2 separate regions of the Mus musculus genome follow, and region 1 is linked to region 2. The links are chromatin contacts, called in public promoter capture Hi-C maps. All regions are on one chromosome and are shown on one strand. Each heading gives the region's core, a stretch centred on a gene start, on an enhancer-like site or on the middle of the called end of the contact. The rest is flanking DNA. Distances are from core to core; before and after follow the strand shown. Region 1 holds the start of Pld1 (phospholipase D1). Region 2 has its middle 11 kb from the start of Gm42194.

What was found. Promoter capture Hi-C pulls out the DNA fragments that hold promoters and counts their contacts.
Region 1: a contact with region 2 is called in a promoter capture Hi-C map of 3T3-L1-derived adipocytes, with 4 times the contacts expected there. The contact joins the promoter of Pld1 here to the enhancer-like site in region 2. A contact is called at or near these places in 5 of 39 promoter capture datasets (the 3T3-L1 cell line, 3T3-L1-derived adipocytes, cranial neural crest and 1 more), 5 of 484 Hi-C or Micro-C datasets (the 3T3-L1 cell line, 3T3-L1-derived adipocytes, adipose-derived mesenchymal stem cells and 2 more), 1 of 115 datasets of contacts at active chromatin or transcription factors (trophoblast stem cells) and 2 of 9 other capture datasets (adipose tissue and macrophages).

Annotation. Positions count from the first base shown.
Region 1 is chr3:27,936,913-27,939,950 of GRCm38.p6, reverse strand. It overlaps Pld1 (phospholipase D1), which reads right to left and starts at 1,271. Exons shown (of 27, transcript NM_001164056.1): 1 at 1,201-1,271.
Region 2 is chr3:27,765,221-27,768,435 of GRCm38.p6, reverse strand. No RefSeq gene overlaps it. Among named protein-coding and RNA genes, the nearest start is that of Gm42194, 11 kb to the left of the region's middle. Within about 2 kb of position 1,820, at least 123 of the 459 cell types and tissues checked have an H3K27ac peak or open chromatin away from gene starts, as enhancers often do. A contact at or near this core is called in 3T3-L1-derived adipocytes, adipose tissue, adipose-derived mesenchymal stem cells and 4 more, where this site is marked.

The DNA of each region.
Region 1 (3,038 bases), core at 22-2,521, 170 kb before region 2:
CTCGTGGGCCACAAAGCACGTACTATGGAAAGAGATTCTTGCATAAGTAGGCATAACAGACTAGTTCAAACTAGGCTCTCTGCACCCGTCAGGCTTCCTTGACAGCACCTCTGACAGGTCAGGACTTCTGAATATCTCTCTGAATTTCCTGGGTAGCTAGTCTCCAGAGGCCCTGGGAAGGTCATAAGGAGTTGGCTAAGCTGAAATTGGTGGGCCTGGCTGTCTAAGAGCGCTCTTCGTCCTGTGGAAAGATCTAGAAATGGTCGAATGCAGAAGCTCCTGTGGTCCTTAAGATTATGTTTTGAGCTTCATGAAAGAAGGCCGCTGGCAGTGATCTGAGATTGGGAGGCGGGGGTGAGGAAGGCAAACGTAGGCGTGGCAGGTAGCCCTAGGGTATGGGGGAAAGGGCTGGCCAAATTCTAAGTCTTGACCTGTACTTAAGAGATGGAAGCAGGAGGGCCAGGAATGTCATCCTTGGCTACATAGCCTTTGAGTGCAGCCTGAGCTACAGAAGACTGTTTCAAACAAACCGTCCCATGGCTTAGAGACCTCCTAAGGTCCCTCCCTGACCCGGAACAGTCAGTCCCAAACATCTTGGGTCGGAGCTAAAATAGCAACTGCCTAACACAGGCCTTTCTTTTAATTGCTACCCCTGTCCCTCCTCCACTTCAGCACAGCACATCTTTGGCCCCGAGGCAGCAGCTGTGTGGCTCGGCGCCCGGCACTGTGCTTCAGCTGGACTCTAAGCCACTGGAATGCAGCACTTCCTGGTTGGTCCGGGATGTTGGTGCTGTCGCCATCCCGGTCAGCCCACAGTGCTAAGGAGCTCAGGGAGCGCGGGACGATCTAGCGGGAGCGAACAAATCTACTGAGCCCGGGACCCGAGGAGGTGGGGTGGGGTGCATCCTACAGAGGACGCCCCGGATCTGCAGGGACTTGAGAGTGGAGTGGGGCTAGGACATCAGCAGCTGACCCGGCTCTGCTCTCAGGGTAGCGGTCCTCGCCTGCGGTCAGTGTGCGCGCGGCTCTTGCCAGCGCAGACACTACAGGAATTAAGACTATGGGAGGGACTCCAGGGTTCCCAAGGGAACTTCAGGGACAGGGCTGGTGAGAGGGGCAAGAGAGGCGGGATGAAGCACGAGGACCGCGAACGTCCTGCGGGCTCAGAAGTCCCGCAAGCCTGGCCCCGGCAGCTCCTACCTGCGGGCCTGGGGCGCGGGCACACACTCTGCGGCGGCGGCGACTTCGGGGGTCCCCGCGCAGCTGGCGCAGCTGGGGCCGCGGAAGAAGGGCGGGCGCTGGGACTCGCCGCCCGGAACTCGGCCGGTCTGCAGGGTGGGGCGGGGCGGCGCCGGCCAGCCTCGGTGACAGCCTCTGCCGCCGGCCTTCCTCCATGCCTCGGTTCTAACACTTTCTTCTGTCCAAGTGTCCTAACTCAGCCACAGTTATCCGCGGGGCGCAGGGGCGCACGCAGGCGTTGTTCTTACCAAGTTCACTTCCCTGGTCTCTGAGCCCAATCCTTGTCCAAGACTGGCCCGCAAGTTACAAGCCAACAGCGAGCCAACTGGTGAAATATTCCTGCCCTGAAGTGACTTGCTTAATTAGGGGCTTTGTAGAGGTCAACTGTGGCCTTCCTGCAAATCCCACGGGTAGGTCTTGGTAGGTGTTATTGCCTGTTTATAAGGAAACTGAGGCTGGCAAGTAAAGAACCAGCCTGACCCTAAGCTTGCTGGAGCCAGCAATCTCTTCAGTCCCCAAAACTGCCCGTGCTTGTCCCCCCAGACCCCCCTTCTCTCTCTCTCTCTCTCTCTCTCTCTCTCTCTCTCTCTCTCTCTCTCTCTGTGTGTGTGTGTGTGTGTGTGTGTGTGTGTGTGTGTTGTGGCGAGTGTTCGGTTGGTTAGTTTGAAGTTAGGTCTCTGCTGTATACCTGGTTGGCCATGAAGAACAGGTAGAACTCAAACTACATGATCCTCCTGTCTCAGTCACACATCGCCCTCACACTTCTCACTCCCACTTGCCATCAGTACTGGGTCTAATTCAGAAATGTTAGAGAGAAAAGTAAAAATAAAATGGGAGGAGAACGAGAAAGTCCCATTACCCCGATGGAACTGTCCGCACAGTAACTTTGCCGTTTTAATACACTTAAGAGAGTCGTCATCAAGGGAAATCCAGTGGCTGGGTGGTGTGAATAGCAATCCTTTGGGAATATAATTTTGAACACAAGTCAGTTCCAAAACTGGTTGCACAACACTGCTTCCAGCCAAAACCCAAAGATGCAACAGTTAGTTTCCTGTACATCAAATTGCTGATGCTGTTGGTCTTTTGAAATTGTTTATTGAGTATTATACAGTGAGACAGACCCAGTTACATAATGTCTTACCATGCCCATGGCACTGCATGAAATGAAAAATATAATATTTCTGTCCAGACAGAGGAGGAGTGAAATTATAGCGCGGGGCTCAGTTTTCAAGTAACCTGGAGCTGCCCAGCCCTCCCTGACTGCATTCTTCTCTTTTGAGCACATCTTTCCTAATGATTGCAGAGTCGGGCAGCCGTCACTCTTTCCTTGTTGACAGAAATAATTGATGCCTTTTGAATCCTATGATTCTGACAGATTTTTGCAATTATATGCACAGCCTTCTGAGCAAACAGGGTCTTGCCTAAGAGGGGTTTGGCAAGACTATATAACAAGGAAGTAACTGAAAAGCTGCATATGTCTCCTTCCTCCCTTCCTCCAGTTTATTAATTTCAGATGATTTGATAAGTGTGTGCCTAGGAGTAACCGCACTCTTACAAGCTTGTCTTTAGATGGTGTGAGACATTTGGTTGAGAAGCACCAGGCTGTACAAATTACATCCTGATTTCTTAAAAGTCGTCATTGAAACTTTTGGCATCAACACATAACAATAGGTCTTTCTGTTACTATTGTAATTATAAATAAGACAACTATCATACAATGACTGGAATTCTGCCCCAAAAGGTAGGAAAGTGAAAAGATTACCACAGGTCACCACCCCACAGGGAAGTGAAGCCCTAGC
Region 2 (3,215 bases), core at 571-3,070:
CAGCATATTCATGAGCCAGCACTGCATCGATGACGCCATGTCCAGCTGCCAGCTTGCTGTGTAGACATGTCTTCCAGCACTATTACTGCATCGGAGTGAGTAAATATTTCCTTTCCCCTCAGGGAACCCTTCAGTGGTCTGTCTGAAGTGAAAGGTCTAGGTAGGTTTGTGTTGTTATGCTTTGGAGCCCTTGCGTTGTGTCAGTCTTACAAGACACCTTTGCTACTGTCCCAGGGGGTCCTCTTCAGCAATTGTCACCACTTTGTCTGCATTTGCTTTGTCACTAACTTTGACCTGTTTGCACCCTCTCTTCTCTCTAAACTGAGCAGTTTAAACCTTTCTGTATTATTGCTATGTATATGTAAGAGGTGTGTTTACAAGGGACTGTGCGTGCTACCACACACGTATTTAGATCAGATGACAATTTCATGGAGTCTGTTCACCTTTCTTGCCTTTTTGTGGGTTCCAGAGCTCAAACCCAATTCACCAGACTTGTTCAGCAAGTAAATGACTTCACCTGCTGAGCCATCTCCCTAGCACCCTAAAACTACACACACGAACGCACTCACACATGCATGCACGTACGCACGCACACATGCAGACATACACAAATCTTTCTGCTTCACTTTTTGCCCCCATTTCTCACTGTAAATCTGGCTGAAAGCAGCATGCAATAATTCTCACAGTCTGAACATCATGCTATATTGACATTCCTCCCACCAAATTAACTAGTTCATTTTTAATTCAGCTTCACTCACGTTCAGCAGAGTGTAAAGAGGCTTTTTCTTTTCAGCGTGTAACACCAATGCCCTCCACTGCCACCCCTGATAAGAGTTTTTGTTTGGTTTGTTTTGATCTCCCCTGACACCTTATAGGCCCAATCTTTTCTGGCCACCTTTCTATGAGCGTCGTGGTCTTCCAAGTGTCCATCATTATGACTTCTTAAGTTCCGCTTACATCAGTCGAGGGCTTTTCTATCCTGCGGTTCCAGTTCCTCCACATCCCTCCTGGAAATCAGTTCCCAAGGTCGGAGAACCACAGGGTCAGGTTTATCACAGCAACACAGCCCACAGTCTGAAACCGAGTCTGTTTCTCAAGGTCACTTGCTTGTCTTGTGGCTGTGACCACATTTTCTGAGAGAAACAAGAGAGGGAGGATGTATTGTGGCCCTTAGCTTCAGAAGGTCTCAGTCCATCATGGTAAGAAGCCAGCTCAGTTCACACAGTGGGAGCGTGTGGGGGCTCTCACCACACAGGCCAGGAAGCAGATAGCAAGATGGAACACACAGCAGTGTAGGTTTCAAAGGCCCAACTCTAGTGACCTACATCTGTGATACATGCTCCATACATGTTCCATACATGCTCCATAGCCTTCAAATTAGAGCCAGGAGCCAGGAGACAAGTATTCGGGTTCAATTCACAGTGGCCCACCTTAATCATTAATGATTAAGCTTCCTTAATCAGGTGTGCCTAGTTCTGCAACATAATTGTGTGTTCTAAAACTTCTAAATATGGATTGCCTTTTTTGGGCCTAGTGAAAACAGAATATTCAGGACTTGGAAAGAGAAGAAAATCTTAATGAAAACAAAACAAAACTTCAATGAAATAACTAAGGGCCTTTGCACTCCAACTTGGCATTAGAAAACAGTATACGGAATAATCAAAGGGGTTAAAGGAGACAGAACACACCAGTCAGTGCTCAAACGTGTATTTACATTTATTGAATGAGAGAAATCAGAATAAATCACCCTGGGAAGGAAGCTAGGCTGAGAGCCAGCCTAATGGCAAAGTGACAAAGAGACGGGCATGGGACAGGGCAGGAGTGTCCCAGCTCACACTCCTACAAAGAGAATGAACAAAGCCAGTGTCACGTGTGGCGACAGCCACTCTGGAGAACCCTGATCAATTCCTGCACACAAAGGAGGTGGAGAAAGGAAGGGAAACCAGGTTCTGTTGGGAAAACTAGCTTCTCTTTTCTCCTCCGTCTTGAATGTTACTGGGACTCCACCAGGAGTCTTCCCTGTGGCTCCCTCTTCTTCAAGCAGAGGCCACTCACATAGCATCTAGTTGTGTTGAAGTCAATCAGATTCTAAGTCCACAGCAAGGCCAAAGTAGCTTGTTTGTCCACACCAGGGCAGAATGAAGGAAGTTCTCACTCTGCACAGGCACAGCAATGTGTCATATCATATTGCCAAGAGCTTGCATCATTTCTAAACTTTCCGGAAGCCTGGATGGGCGAGAGGTCATCTGTGTTTATTTTGCGAAGTTTGGCCTACCAGGAAATGTGTGGGTACAAGAGATATTTCGGGCCCCTGAGACTCTAACTTAAGACACTTAAATCTGGCAGCTTGTGCTATAAGCTTGAGCCTCTAAGTAGGTCTTTGAAAGAGTGGCAAATTGCAAAGAATGAGAGGTTTCTTGGCTGCACGAACCAAGCCACGTATAAAACCCTGTTGCCAAACAGAGACTAGAACCAGATGGCAAGTCTGAAAACACACAGCACGTATTGACTCTTCTATAAAATACTCATTACTGCCTAATCCAGCAATAGTCATTTCTAGAAGAACTGCATAAACGCTCATGAATCCATTTTAATTAAGGTTGTAAATTGACCTTACCAAAAAGAAAAAAATCTTTGAACAGAATTTTTCATGTCAAGTTGCTTTAAGAATATAATGAAATTTCTCCATCATAGGAGAAAAAGGATGCATCTGAAAGATGCAATTTTCATCATGTTGAAAGCATATGTAGTTGTTAGCTGTCCACCAGCAGGCTTTCTCCAGCCTCTGACAGACAGTTAAGGCTATTTTGGTCTTTGTGTCATTAGTAATCTAGCAGGTGACTAGAGTCTTTACCTAGAAAAAAATGGTCTTTCCATGTGGGACTGACAAAGAAAATTCTACACACACACACACACACACACACACACACACACACACACACATATCCAGACCAAATACCAATCACATAAGTAAAGGGTATGGAAAACTTAAGCTAGAGAGGATGCCCATAGCCAGTGCCGAGGGCTGGACAGATGCAAAGGACACTTCTACCCACAAAGGCACAGGATTGATTCAAACACCACCGTTCTTGCCCACTGCGGTTACTAGGACTAGCTCAGGAGATCCTAAAAGTAGAGCGGCATTTTCATCTCCCTAGCAGACAACACTCCTGTTGCACTATTCCAGGGAAGACCATTCTGGAAGCCTCCAATGA